2 separate regions of the Sus scrofa genome follow, and region 2 is linked to region 1. Evidence: chromatin contacts called from public promoter capture Hi-C data. All regions are on one chromosome and are shown on one strand. Each heading gives the region's core, a stretch centred on a gene start, on an enhancer-like site or on the middle of the called end of the contact. The rest is flanking DNA. Distances are from core to core; before and after follow the strand shown. Region 1 holds the start of FBXO46 (F-box only protein 46). Region 2 holds the start of SYMPK (symplekin).

Region 1 (7,338 bases), core at 2,560-5,059:
CCCTGTAAATACAGGCCAAGAACCAAATTAAAATGCCCAAACTCAGACTTCTGGTTGTGGCTCAGCAGAAACAAATCTGACTAGCATCTGTGAGGACACAGGTTTGATCCCTGGCCTTGCTCAGTGGGTAAGGATCTGGTGTTGCCGTGAGCTGTGGTGTAGGTTGCAGATGCGGCTCTAATCCTGCGTTGTTGTTGTGGCTGTGGTGTAGTCCAGCGGCTACAGCTCTGAATTGATCCCTGGCCTGGGAACTTCCATATGCTGATAGGGTGTGGCCCTAAAAAGACAAATAAATAAATAATATGCCAAAACTCTAAACTGAAGTCCATGAACCCTCAGCTGTAAATTTGGGCCCCTAAACCATGACCCAGACCTAAAACTAAAAGCAGCAAATTCCCAAACTTGAGCTTCAGAACTTCAGTCTCAACAGTGAGATGTCAGACCCTGCAATGGGGATTAGACCTGAAAACTCTGGCTTGTGATCTCCAAACTATGATATTAAGACACTAAAACTATGAGTTTAAATTCCCAAAGTGAGGACCTAGAACCCCAAAGGAAGCCCTTCCCAAACCTAAAACCCTAAACTCTAATACTGAGATACCCTAGACCCCCAAATTCTTAGCTTCCGATCTCCAAATAGAACCCCAATCCTAATATTAAGAACACAGAGCACAAACCTTAATATTGAAAACCCAAATCCTAAAGAAACCCAAGCTCCCAAAGCAAATCTCAACACTCCAAATTGACCTCAGATCCTAAAATAAAGATCTCTAGACCCCCAAACCATCACTTCAGACCCTCAAATTTTGACACCCTCCCCAACCTTAAAACTGAGCTCTCACATGAGTTCCATTCTGAAACCCAAACTCTAATATTGAAGCCTCATACTCATTGTGGAGAACTCCAGACCCTAACAATTCTCAAAGTTCCAAACTGTGACTCCAGACCCTAAATCTCATACCTCACACCCTTCCTTGAGATTCTAAAAGCTAAATCTAGACTGAGGCTTCAATCCTCCCAAATGATCCCCAAAATGATATGCTAGACCCAAATTAGGGTCTCTGATTCCAACAAGAAAGCTTCTAGGAGTTCCCGTCGTGGTGCAGTGGTTAACGAATCCGACTAGGAACCATGAGGTTGCGGGTTCGGTCCCTGCCCTTGCTCAGTGGGTTAAGGATCTGGCGTTGCCGTGAGCTGTGGTGTAGGTTGCAGACGCGGCTCGGATCCCGCATTGCTGTGGCTGTGGCGTAGGCCAGTGGCTGCAGCTCCGATTCGAGCCTGGGAACCTCCATATGCCGCGGGAGCGGCCCAAAGATATAGCAAAAAGACAAAAAAAAAAAAAAAAAAAAAAAAAAAAAAAAAGAAAGCTTCTAGTCCCTAAACCCAAGATCTTCAGGTTTCCAAAACTGGTTCTATCCTGACACAAATCCCGAGACCGCACATCCTAACTTGAGACTCCCCCGCCCCCCATCCCCAACATTATTCAGAGACTTGAATATCTGGATTCCTCAAACTTGAGCCTGGATTCCAATACTTAGGCCCAGCCTCAACGCTAAACTCCTGCTCTGCTGCCTGGGTCCTGCCTCGCCCACCGCCTGGGCACCCAAGGCAACCCGGCCCACCGGGACCCCTGAAACCCACAGAGGGAGGCCACGACCACAAAGTGCTGCCCCTGAGTGGGCCCCAGGTTCCCTTCTCGCCGGCTAGTCCCCCACCCCATTCCCCTCGGACTCCAGCACGCGCCTCAGGATGTGCAAAATGGCGTGAGGCCCCCCTTCTGGTTTTGTGCCAGCCCCACACTTGGGAGCCGGATTAGCGCCTTGTTCTGGTCTCGGGACGCTGGCGGTGCACGCGCGAGCCCCAGGTCGGCCTCGGCTGCCACGTTCCCAACCCAGGCGTGGGATGGGCACGAATTCCCTTTGGTGCGAGGCTCCGGCCTGAGGCCTGAGGAGAAGAGCAAGAGGGAGCTCTTGAGGCCAGGCCACGCCTCCACCAATTCCCGCCAAGGTGTGCTGGGCGCGAGACTGGAGAAGGGAAACGGCAGGGTGCAAGTGGCCCTGCGCACGCGCGCCCGGGGAAAGGTCCCTTCCTGCACAGAGCGAGCCTGGCCTCGCGCCTCCTGACACAGCCTTGGCCTGTGCGCGCCAAAGTGCCGGCCAATCAGGGCTCGCTCAGCTACCCGCCTTTTCCGCAGGCACCGCCCTGCCTGGCCACGCCCCCCGGCCACTTCCTGAGTCCCGGGCTGAAGTAGCCTAAACAAGAGGCGGGGTCTCCTAACCGCCAACCCTTAGCCAGAGAGACCTGACCAGTCTCCCTTCCTGCCCTCTGGTGTCCCTTCTCCCCCTCATCCCTCTAGTGCATGTCTAATGAGGGCCTACTCTGTGCCTGCCAAGCACTGCGCTGGAAGTCGGGAATTTAGCCGCGATCTTCCCAGTGCAGGCTCACAGAGTGTGAGACTAGTGAGGCAGAGGCTGCATTAAAGGGCCATAAACAGAAAAGATTCAAAGAGGAGGGCCACTGGAATCGGGCCTTAGTGGCAGTTCACCGCTTGAAATTATGTTCTTTAATATAGCCGACTCTCTCTTTTAGAAAGTTCACTCTTATGGCTCATGAGGAGGATGGGCAGGAAAACATAGCTTAAGGGGAGGCGATCTAGCAACCTAGTGGAGAGTAGAGATCCTGGTGTCTAAAATATTTCAGTTCAAATCATTTTCTTGCTGTGTTGCCATGGAGAATATGCTCAATCTCTTTCTGCCTTAACTTTTTTTTTTTCTTTTTCTTTTTAGGGCCGCACCCGCGGCATATGGAGGTTCCCAGCCTAAGGGTAAATTGGAGCTGCAACTGCCACAGCCACAGGAACACGGGATCTGAGCTGCGTCTACCACTTACAGCACAGCTCACCTACACCACAGCTCACCGCAACGCCGGATCCTTAACCCACTGAGCGAGACCAGGATCGAACACACATCCTCATGGATATTAGTCCCATTCATTTCCGCTGTGCCACAGTGGGGACTCCATCTTTCTGCCTTAACTTTTATATATTTGGGATAATTCTTACTGGGGTTCTCTGCAGTGTCTGGCATAAAATTAGCATGCAATACATTTTTACTCAACACTTATTTCCATTGTCCTGGGTGCTTGTACAAGATACACAAAGGGGCCTGTCCTCTTGGAGCTTCTATTATAACTACGATGTGCACAAATGTCTAATGCATCTGGTTTTCCTCCATCCTAAGGCTTAATTCCCATACTTGTAAATTAGGTGGTGGTAAGAAAACCAGGGGGAGTTCTCTTGTGGTGCAGTAGGTTAAGGATCCAGACTTGTCACTGCAGCGCCCGGGTCGCTGCAGCTGCATGTGTTCGATCCCTGGCCCGGGAAGTTCCATGTGGGGTAGGGGTGGCTCCAAAAAAAACCAAAATAAAACAACCCAGGAGGAAAAATGGATGGGAAAGTGAGAAAGGCGCTATTAATTAACACGTAAATAAGTTTAAGTAAATCGATAAACTGGTTCTTTCCCAACTCTCCACCCCACACAAACGCCCCTTTTAAATTTTCTCAATTCCGTTTCCAAAAGCCCAGGGCCAAAATGGAGGAGACTGCACTCCATTTCCCAGCGGGCTTGGCGTGGGCGCTCTCTGCGCCTGCGCTACCAGGCACACACGCTCTCTGTCTCCCGGGAGTTAGAGTCATTCTTTTCCTGAGCCCGCCCAGTTTGCTTCTTTCCCCACCTCCAAGCTTGACCGTGCTGCCTTCCGGGAGTTGTAGTCTGCGGCCTCCCGGACTCCAATTCCCAGCGGGCTTCGGGGCGGGAACCCGGAAGGGGAGGTTGGAGAGGAGCGAGTGGGGGAAACCCGCGTAGCCGAGGGAGCTGCAGCGCGGGGAGATGGTGAGAACGCTGAGCTGGGGCCAGGGGCGCTTGCGAACTGGGGCGGGCGTTTGGGACCCGGTGGCGAGAGGGAAGAGGCAGGAGCTAAAGAAGGGGCTGGATGAGGGGAGATCGTTTGGGGGATGGGATTGGGAGAAATGGGAGCCGGAGAGAGTAGTAGAAGAATGGGGGTTGGGGATGGGTCTTGAAGATGGGGAGAGAGTCGAGCTTTGGGATTGATTGTAAGGGAGCTCAGAGCTGGAGGAAGGAGTCCCGAGTTGGAGAAGGGGCTGGGCGTCCAGACAGAGGCACTGAAGGGGGCAATTTCGAGGGGTTTAGCCTAGGGGATGTTGAAAGGCATTAGGAGTCAGTGCTAGATGAATGAGGGGGTCTGGAGGCTCCGGAGGGAGAGGCCAGCTGTGGATGCCGTGGGTTGGAGCCTCTGGATCGGATTGGGGGCAGGAGGACAAGCTGAGATGGTAGAAGAGAGAAATCAATGGTAGAGTGGTGTGTAGGTTAGGACCCGGGACTGTGGGTGGGGTGAGGAGCATGAGATTAGGGGCCTGCATGTAGCGATAGTTTACTTAGCCCAGCCAGAGACTCCCGATAACTGGACAGTCACAGAACTGTAGGATGATATGGCCAGAAAGGGCCATCGAGACAACCTTTTGCACTCACATTTCTCTAATGGGATTTAGAAAAGTGTAGTGGTTTATGTGTACAGACGGTCCAGCACTCAGTTCTTTTCTTCTGCCATTCCTTTGCGACCTGGGCAAGTGTCCCCTCTCTATGAAACTCAGTGCCCTTATCTGTATCGTGGGAACAAAATGCCGCTGAGAAGAGAGGAGGCTTGCATCCCAGAGCTGTTGGTGGGAAGTTCCCTGCTCCAGGAATGTGACTGGGTCACAGGTGCTAATGGATTCCCTCTTTTTCAGCCCAGCCCCAGGGGCGTTTTCTCAAACTCTGGCACTGATCTGGGCACAGCCCCGCTCAGAAGCATGCAGGGGTTCCCCACAGTCAACTCCAGCTCACACTAATTGTTTAGGAAGTGCCTGGCCCTGTTCGTAGTTGTTTGTATTAACTCATTTGATTCTGACAACACCCCTTAAGTTGTCTCCATCCTACAGAGAGGAAGCAGAGGCACAGAGAGGTTCAGCAACTTTTCCAAGGTCAGCCAGCATGAGTGGTTGACTCAGGAGTCCAACCTCGGCATCCTGGCTCAGAGTCCGTGCTCTCAGCTCTGTAATACAGTCCCCTTTCCTGGTACTGAAGTGTCATGAGTAGGGCAGAGACTTGAGAACTGAAAGCAGTCTTCAGGTTGAATTTTATTTATTTATCTATGTATTGGCCCCACCCTTGGCATCTAAAAGTTCGCCGGGGCCAGGGATCGAACCCCCACCACAGCAGTGACCTGAGCCTGCTGCAGTGACAATGCCAGATCCTTCACCCACCGGGCCACAAGAGAGCTCCTCAATTTGAATTTTAGTTCTACTCCTTACTTACTGTGTGACCTTGAGTAAGTCTTTGAGCGGCTCCTCAACTGTAAAGTGGGATCAGTAACCCTAGGATGGTTAGAGGGTTTGGGGAGGGAAGCAGGTCACGTGCTTGGAGTACGCGCTTGATACGTATGAGTTGTCTTTTTTTTTGAATGGCAATGAGAAACTCAGACTTGAGAGAGGGCGGTAGTGAAGGACCAGTGAGGAAAACATCAGCCAGGCTGCCTTCTAGTTCTCTACCCCTGGGCTCCTAGGTCCAAGGGTCACTCCTTGAGGGGGTGCTCAGAAATTCAATCTGTCCCCATTCCCATTCCTAGCCACAGCCAAAGATAAATAATTCACTCGCCCATGCCCAGCCTGGCCCAACTCCAGGTATTTCAGTGAGCAGGAACTATTTCTAACAACTGTGTGGGTTTTCTGCCCCCCCCCACCCTTTTGGTCCTTAGGACTTCCCTGGGCAGTGTGGCAACTTTCTAAGTCATTTTGAAATGGGCTCATTTGTTGTGAGGCTTCCTGAGTTGACCCATAAGGTCTCTGACTCTGATAGGAGAGCTTAGGGTGAAAAGCATTGGCTACAGATAGGCCCACATTCATATCCCCACCTCTGCTGCTGTGTGTCCTTGGCCAAGTTGCATTCCCATTGCTGGGTCTCAGTTTTCTCGTATGTAAAATGGGACCACCTTCCAACCACGAGGCTCTTGTCAAGGGTCGATGTGGTAACATGTATAACGTGCCTAGTGCGTAGTAAGCCTTTAACAAGTGTGAGGTCTTTTGAATAATTTTGTTTCTCCAAGAAAAATGTATTGCGCACGTGCTCCAGAACCAGGACACCCAGAGCCGAATCCTGACTCCCATCACCCACCTGCTCTGTGACTTTGGGCAAGTCCTTTAACTTCTCTGGGCCTCGGTTTCCTCTTCTGGAGAATTGGGGGTTCACCCCCTGCGTGTTGCTAGGGTACTACTATGTGCCAGGGCTTGTACCAGGTTCAGGCCAATACCTGGCCCTTGGGGAGCTTGCTGTTGTCATAACACTGGGGCAGTTTTACAGCTCTGGTGGCATTTGTGTTCTTTCTTCTGGATTGGGTGTTTCTATCCCTGCTTCATTTTCAGTCCCTTGTGCCAGCTTTGCCTGGTGGTCATTGCTTTCCTGGATTTTTAACATTTTATCCCCTGGTCTCAGTGAATTATCTGAAAATCTGTTGGTTTGGAGAAGAGTTGCCAACTTCTTCCTCATCCCTGTACCTGTTTGTCACATCTGGGGTGACGTGACACTTTTTTTCCCCCCTTTCCTTTGTTGGTTTGTCTTAGAAATTGTGTCTCCTTTCCAAGTGATTTTGCCTTTTCTTCAAATCTTAAATGTGTTTGCAGCCTGTGCTTATCTTACTCATACAAAATGATATTTTTACCATTTCTAATGGTATATTTCTGGCAGCTCTGGTAAAGCTGTATTATTCCTAGGAGTTCCCTGGTGGCTCAGTGCGTTAAGGATCTGGCATTGTCACTGCTTTGGTGAGGGTTTAACCACTGGCCTGGGAACATCCACATGTCTTGGGCGCAGCCCCCCCCCCAAAAAAAGGTGTATTATTTCTAAAAGTACAGGTTTTCTAAAATGCTTATCTTGCCACTTGCTCTTTGATACTCTCCTGACCCTTCAATTAAGATCATAACTCCCAGAGCTCCTGCTGTGGAGCAATGGGGTCGGCAGCATCTCTGGTGTGCTAGGACACGGTTCAATCCTTGGCGCAGCACAGTGGGTCAAGGATCTAGTGTTGCTGCAGCTGCAGATTAGTCACAACTGCGACTCAGATCTAACCCCTGGCCTGAGAGCTCCATATACCATGGGGCGGCCAAAAATTGAAGAAAAAAAAAAAAGAAAGGGAGTTCCCGTTGTGGCGCAGCAGAAACGAATCCCACAGTATCCATGAGGATGTGGGTTCCATCCCTGGCTTTGCTCAGAAGGTTGAGGATTCAGC
Region 2 (6,923 bases), core at 3,009-5,508, 110 kb before region 1:
AGTGGACAAGATTGGCAAGGAAAATAGGAAGCCTGGTGAATGGCGATCTCTCTCTTTCTGTGTGTATTTACCCCTTTTATAACACTGTCTTCCATCCTTTGTCTGTTGATCCTCCATCTGCCTATCTGCCTTGGTCCCTCTCCCTGGAGGGGTGTCCCATAGCACCGGGGATGGGGGATGCTACTATAGCTGTGATGGGAACCACCTCTCCTATGAGTTAGTGTGTCCCGTCTCATCCCCTTGTCACTAAAGTGTCTGCACATCCAAAGGTCCGGAGGGAAAAGGGAGTTGCCAGGGTCACTTGGGGAGTCAGGGACAGGAGGTAACCAACCCCGGTCTGAGATCCAATAAAGAAAGTGCTCCCTCTCTTTCCCGTGTCTGCTCAGGAAGCTCTTTACTCCTGGCTCTGAATCTCCCTGCTGGCTCCGTGTGTACCTGTCCACCTCCCTCCCTCTCCCTCTCCCCTCCCCACGCTCTCTCCCTTTATCTCTCCCATCTCTCTCTCCTCCATCTCTTTCTCTCCCTCTTCTGCCTTGCTTTCCTCATAACTCTCCCCAAACCCTATCTCTCTCTCCCCATCCCCCCCCCACCTCTCACATCTCTTTTTTTCCCTTCCTTGGCTCTCTCCCGCCACCTCCATCTATCTTTCTCTTTCAGGACATCTTTGCATCTCTCTGCCTCCTTCCCTCAGCATCACCACCTCCCCAGAAGTCTCACCTTGAAATTGGAGCCCCAACTGCTCCCTCCCCCCTGCACTGGTCTCCCCCCGCTGGTTGGCTGGTTCTGGCCCCTCCCCAAGAGTAAGGGAAGAGGGTCCCTCAGAGAGAGGGGAGATGGTGATGGGCTCAGGGGGATCCACAGAGAGTTCCTAAATCCCTCTACCACCCCCTCCATTTCTCCACCTCAATCAGATCAAAGACAGACTGGGACCCCAGAGCCCTCCTCCTCTGGCTCCCCACCCACCCGGAAGTCCTCCTTGAGGTCTGACCTCAAGCATAGCTGTTGCCCTAATCCACCATAGGCTTTCACATGCCCCAGGGCTGGGATGAACCCCCAGTGTCCGGGTCTGAGCCGGATCTCCCTGCGAGGGCGGGGCTGAGATTGGGGGAAGCCCTCAGGGGACCTGCACCCCCACCCCAGGAGGCTGGAATTTCTCCTCTTTCATTTCCTTATTGTCTCCGAAGGAGGGTGTGACGGGGAGCAGAGGGAGGCAGTGTGAAGCCAGAAGCCTAGTTTCGAATCCCAGTCCTGGCCTAAGACTTCATGTGGGGTCTTGCAGACCCCAGGCTCCAAGATTTTAGGTTTTCCATCTCGAAAATGGGGAAGCAGTTGGACCAGCTGATCTGTGAGAAGCTGACGCCTTAGAGAGAACTTGCCAATTTCCTTCCAGACAGGGAGCCAGCCTGGGGGGTCAACATCACCCTGGGAGGGGGCTGTGGTGGGCGAGAAGCAGGTTGGGGGCCCCCTCAGTTCTCAGTCGCCAGGTGAGTACTTTTCTCCCTGCACTGTTGTGACAGGGGTGGAGGTGGGGGACATGGTTCCTCTGATGGGAAAGCTGAGGAAACCTTCAGACGGTGTATTTCCATTTCCTGCCCCCCATGCGTCAACTCTTCCAAAATATGCCCCCAAGTGCTGACCATCTCTAGACTGTTCCTCCATTTCAGAGACAACTTCCATACAACTTGTCCCCTAAACTTCAGACTGTGCCCCAAATAATGACTCCTTTAGCCCAGACCACCCCCCCAGTTTACTTACTAAGGTATGTCCCCCAAAGATTGATTTGTGGTCGGTACCCTTAAATCATGTCCCCAGACTGTGAACTATCCCGGGTGGGGTGGGGGTTCAGCTGGGATCCCCCACTACCTGGGAGCGTCCACCTCCAACCCGGTCTCTGCCTTCCTCCACATGCAACTGACATCTCCAGCCACCCTGCCTCCACTTCTCAACCTTTCCGATCCCTTCCCTGCCCCACCCCACGTGCACCTCACACCTCCTCAGCCCCAGGTCTGGCCCCTCCTGGGCACCATGCCAAGGTCCGCAGGCCTGGGTAGCCAGGAGTCCCACCCTACAGCTTCAAACCCCAGACCCAGGACTTAGACACGCTGGGGCCCCTGGAAACCCTAGATCTTAGTCTCTTTGGAGACTCAACTATTCAAGTCCCACACCCGACTTTGAGCCTACAGTTTCCTTCCAGGTTAGAAACCCAAGTATCCAGATCCCCATAACCCTCTGACTAGGGCTCCCCCCCTGCCTCACACACACATACATACATCAGGTTGACCAGAGAGAGAGTGAGCTAAGGAGAAGGAGTCCTTGCAGCGAGAGGAATGGGAGTTAGACCGGGGAAGGCTTCGCCATTCCCCGGGGCGAGGAACTTAAGATACACCCCTGCTCCCTACTCCAGGGAAGTCTGGTCAGAGGTGGGACTGGTGAGGACATTAGCAATTAGTGGAGATTGCTGGAAGATGGGGTGGGGGGTGTGAAATCTGAAACCCTCCAGACTCCCAACAAGGAGAATCCCTGCTGAGGGTCTCTAATAACAATTAAACCTCTGAAGTTCAGCTGGGAGGGGTGAGGGTCATGATTAGGGATGGGGGAGTGTTACCCCCCTTTGCCGCCAATGCTCTTGCCACATCCCCTGCTCTCAGGATCCCAACTCTGACCCCTTCTGTCTCTAACTGAGCCCCAGTTCCTAAATCACCTGTTATTTCTCACTCTCCAAACCAAGCTTCATCTCTAAGCATTTTCATCTCTTTATCTGAGCCCCAACTCCTACGTCTCACTTTAAAGCAGATGGCAGCCCCAATCCTTATCCTGGAACCCCAATTCTTATTTCTACCCCAGAACCCCCATTTTTAACATTGAACTTTAACCCTGAGCTCTCAGTTCAGACTTCCCTTAATGGTGACCTCCCTCCACCTCCCATCTCTTAGTCCCTACCTTTTCCCCCAATTCTGGACCCCATTTCCTAATCCCCCAGCTCTGAGTCTTATCTTTGGTTTGTTCACTTTAATTCCTCGGACTTTAGGTCCCTGACACCCAGCTCTCACGTTTAAACTATGACTTGACCCTTGCCTAAATCTTCTTGACTCTCTTTTAAGCCCTCACTCCTACTAGACTGCCTAAGCCGCGCTCTCATGCATTGTCCCCCTTTCTTGACTCCTGCACACCTGGTCTTCGTGTCTCCAGTTCCTCTGCTCCCCAGTTCCAGTCGGGGCCCCCATCTGAGTCCATACCCCAGTCCTTGCCCCCCATTTAGATCCGCACCCTGATTCCTCCCCCCGCCCCCCACTTCCCGCTCCGCCATCCCCGAGGACACACCTCGCCCGCCTCCGGATAGTAGCTCCACTCGGCCAGGTCATGGGCCTCCATCTTCACCGAGCCCAGCATCCCCCGGGCCTGCGCCCCCACCCGCCCCTGCTCCGGCCCCGGGGGGATCGCAGCGGCGCTTCGGATCCCTCAGCCGGCACGGCCCGAGTCCTGACCGGCGCCGGTCCGTCCGACCGCCCAGGGTCCCAGCCGTCCCGGGCGCCGCGGGAGGCGGCCGCGCTTTATAGTCGAGACAACCGCTCCCCCCACCCGCCCTTGCCCGCCCTGGGCTCCCCTCCCGCCTCCCCGAGGGCGGTGTGCCCGTACTGGGGCGCCCCCTGCGGGATTGCGAGGAGACAGACCTCAGGCGCCGGGAGCCGCAGCCCGGGGACGTGAGAGCTGGAGATGGCTGAAGAGCGAGGGAGCTACAGATGGGAGATACTTCTGACAGTAATAACAGCCTCGAGGGCAGAACTCTAGGGCCCCACCCTTCTACCCATCTCGACCGGAGCCAGCGAACAGCCAGAGACCAGCATGTCTGCTGCGAAAGAAAGGGCGCTTAGAGGCGAAGCGGTCTCCAGAGATCCCCATGTGTTCCTCTAAGGACAGTAAGTGATCCTCGAAATCACATTTCTCATTCGACGGACTGGAAGACTGAAGCTACTGATCGCCGGAAATGTTGCAGACCGTGTAAATGGCCAAGACCAAAGGTGGAGGGGATCGGGGCCTCTGCTCATATCTCACTAGGGCAACAGACCACTTCCAACACCTAGGAGCTTCGCTTCCGGGACTCTCCGCTCTCTCTAACAGCAGCCGTCCAGGGACCCAGAACCACTGAGAACTCCATTTCCCAGAAGCCTCTATCTCCCTTTCCGTCCAGCCCCCGTCAAAGGACTATATTTCCCAGAAGGCTTGGCGCCCCAAAGCCGGAAATGAAGGGCGTAGTAGGAAGGCCGCTGGCGCGGCAGAAAGTAGGGGCGGAGTCCGGCCGCAGAGTGGACTCCAATTCCCAGCGACTCTGCGTGCGGGACGCGTGCGCAGTGTCACGGCGGCGAGCGGAAGATGGCGGCGGCGGCGTCTGGGAAGAGGCGCTGCTGAGGGGGCGCGAGGGGGACGGAGGCCCGAGCCGTGGTGAGCGGGGGGTGGCGTGGGGGCCCGGGGACGAAGGGAGAAAGAACGCTGAAAGGGCAGAAGCGCTGTCGGGGGCAATGGGGACGCTGAGAGGAGAGGGAAGCAGTGACTCTCGGGACCGCAGTGTCTTCCCCGGCTCAGGACCCTCCCGTGGCTGCTTAGTGCCCTCAGGGCAAAGTTCCAACGTGGCCCCCAAGGCGCGTACGCCCCGCGGGCCGCGGCTCTGCCTCTTTGCTGGTTCCTCACTTTGCACACCTGCTCTGGCCTCTCGGTTCCGCACACTCGCCGTACGCCTTCCCGCCTCAGGCTTTTTGCACATGCAGTCCCCTCTGTCTCAACATCCCTTTTACTCATTCCGCCAGGCTAACTCCCATTCATCTTTTGGGTCTCCGTACCAACGTCACTTCCTCTACCAAGCCCTCCTTTCCCGCCCTCCGTTCCGCAGTCCGCCTGTTTTATGCTCTCATGGGTCCCTGTTCCTTTCCTTTCAGTCATTTGGGGTCTCGTTTGTTATTGGGCCTTTATTTGTGTGGCTCGTTAGTTCTGTCTGTGACCACGAATTCCACGGGGGCAGGGACTGGGTGTGTGTTGGTCACCGCCGTGTTCCCAGCACAGCACGGTTACGCTAAAAATGCTCAGTTAATGTTCGTTGAATGAATGAAAGATAGTCATGGGACCACTCTGTGTATGAGAGGAGTGGTCATACGCCCGGGTGGGAGTAGGGCAGTGGGACTTCCTACTGGACTCCCTAAGGAATACGCGGGGGAGTTCCTGTTGTGGCTCAGCGGGTTACAAACCCACCTAGTATCCGTGAGGATGCGGGTTCGATCCCTGGGCTCGCCCTGTGGGTTGAGGCAAGCATTGCTGGAAGCTGCAGCATAGATCAGACACAGCTTGGATCCAGCGTTGCTGTGGCTATGGTGTAGGCTGGCAGCTGCAGCTCTGATTTTACCCCTAGCCTGGGAACTTACATTTGCTGCAGGTGCGGCCCTAAAAAGCAAAAAAAAAAAAAAAAAAAAAAAAAAAAAAAGTGCTCCAGAGATCCGGAAGAGGAAGAAATGTTTGTTGGTAGTAGCAAAAGACTACAACCACCGCAGATGTCTTTAGTAGGGAGACTGGCGGGGTTGGGGGGCAGTGAGCAGTCACATAATAAAATATTATGCAACTGTTAAAAATAAATGAGGGGGAGTTATCTTTGTGGCTCAGCGGTTAATGATCGCGACCAGGGTACACGAGGATGCTGGTTTGACCCTAGCCTCGTTCAGTGGATTAAGGATCCAGCGTTGCTGTGAGCTGTGGTGTAGATCGCAGAAATGGCTTGGATCTGGTGTTGCTGTGACTGTGGCATAGGCTGGCAGCTGCAGCTCCAATTCAACCCCTAACCTGGGAATTTCCACATGCAGTGGATGCGTCCCTAAACAGCAAAAAAGAAAAAGAAAACGAAAGAAAGAAAGAAAAAGGAATGAGGGGAGGGAGTTCTGGTTATGGCTCAGCAGGTTAGGACCTGACCTTGACCTTGAGGGTGTAGCTTCCATCCCTGGCCTCGCTCAATGGGTTAAGGATCCCGGGTTAAGGATGTTGGAGTAAGCTGCCGTGGAGGTCGCAGATGCCCCTTGGATCCCTTGGATCCCGTGTTGCCATGGCTGTGGCTCCAATTTGACCTCTGGCCAGAGAACTTCCATATGCAGTGGGTGTAAAAAGAAAAAGAAGAAAAAAAAGAAAGAAAAGGAAATATGTGCATACGTTTTGGGGAAAAAAAAAACAAAAAGTGGAAGAGGAAAGACACGGTAAAAAGTTTGGGTGGATCCATGTAGTCTCATCTTGAAAAGAGTGGAAAGGTTCAAAGTAAAAAGGTTCATTATGTTCTGATGGGGAGCAGCAGATACTGGATTATTGGGTGGCCATACCGTTTGACTTGCATGAACAGACCTGGGGTGGGGAAGCAGTTCTTTTTATAGAAGCAGTCCAGCACAGTGGTGAGAAGGCTAGATTCTGCAGCCACCCCATTAGGTCTGCATCTTACAAGTCGTGAGCCTTTGATCAAGTGACTTTACCTACTTGAATTTCAAATTTCCTCATCTGTAAAATGGAGATTAAAAATAGGGAGTTCCCAGGAGTTACTGTTGTGGCACGGCAGAAAAGAATCCGACTAGGAACCATGAGTTTGTGGGTGCGATCCCTGGCCTTGCTCAGTGGGTTAAGGATCTGGCGTTGCTGTAAGCTGCGGTATAGGTCTCAGATGCAGCTTGGATCTGGTGTTGCTGTGGCTGTGGCCGAGGCCAGCAGCTACAGTTCTGATTAGACCCCAAGCCTGGGAACCTCCATGTGCTGTGGGTGCAGCCCTAAAAAGACAAAATAAATAAACAATTAAAAAATAGTATCTAGGAGTTCCTGTCGTGGCGCAGTGGTTAACGAATCCGACTAGGAACCATGAGGTTGTGGGTTCGGTCCCTGGCCTTGCTCAGTGGGTTAACGATCCGGCG

What was found. Promoter capture Hi-C pulls out the DNA fragments that hold promoters and counts their contacts.
Region 2: a promoter capture Hi-C map of liver shows a contact between it and region 1, with 4 times the contacts expected there. The contact joins the promoter of SYMPK here to the promoter of FBXO46 in region 1. A contact is called at or near these places in 1 of 5 promoter capture datasets (liver), 1 of 47 Hi-C or Micro-C datasets (liver) and 1 of 2 datasets of contacts at active chromatin or transcription factors (skeletal muscle).

The regions. Positions count from the first base shown.
Region 1 is chr6:52,065,661-52,072,998 of Sscrofa11.1, reverse strand. FBXO46 (F-box only protein 46) reads left to right here and starts at 3,809. Exons shown (of 2, transcript XM_021094574.1): 1 at 3,809-3,890.
Region 2 is chr6:52,177,717-52,184,639 of Sscrofa11.1, reverse strand. SYMPK (symplekin) reads left to right here and starts at 4,258. Exons shown (of 27, transcript XM_005664608.3): 1 at 4,258-4,440. It overlaps FOXA3 (hepatocyte nuclear factor 3-gamma), which reads right to left and starts at 3,545. Exons shown (of 2, transcript XM_003127229.4): 1 at 3,322-3,545. The coding sequence starts at 3,390.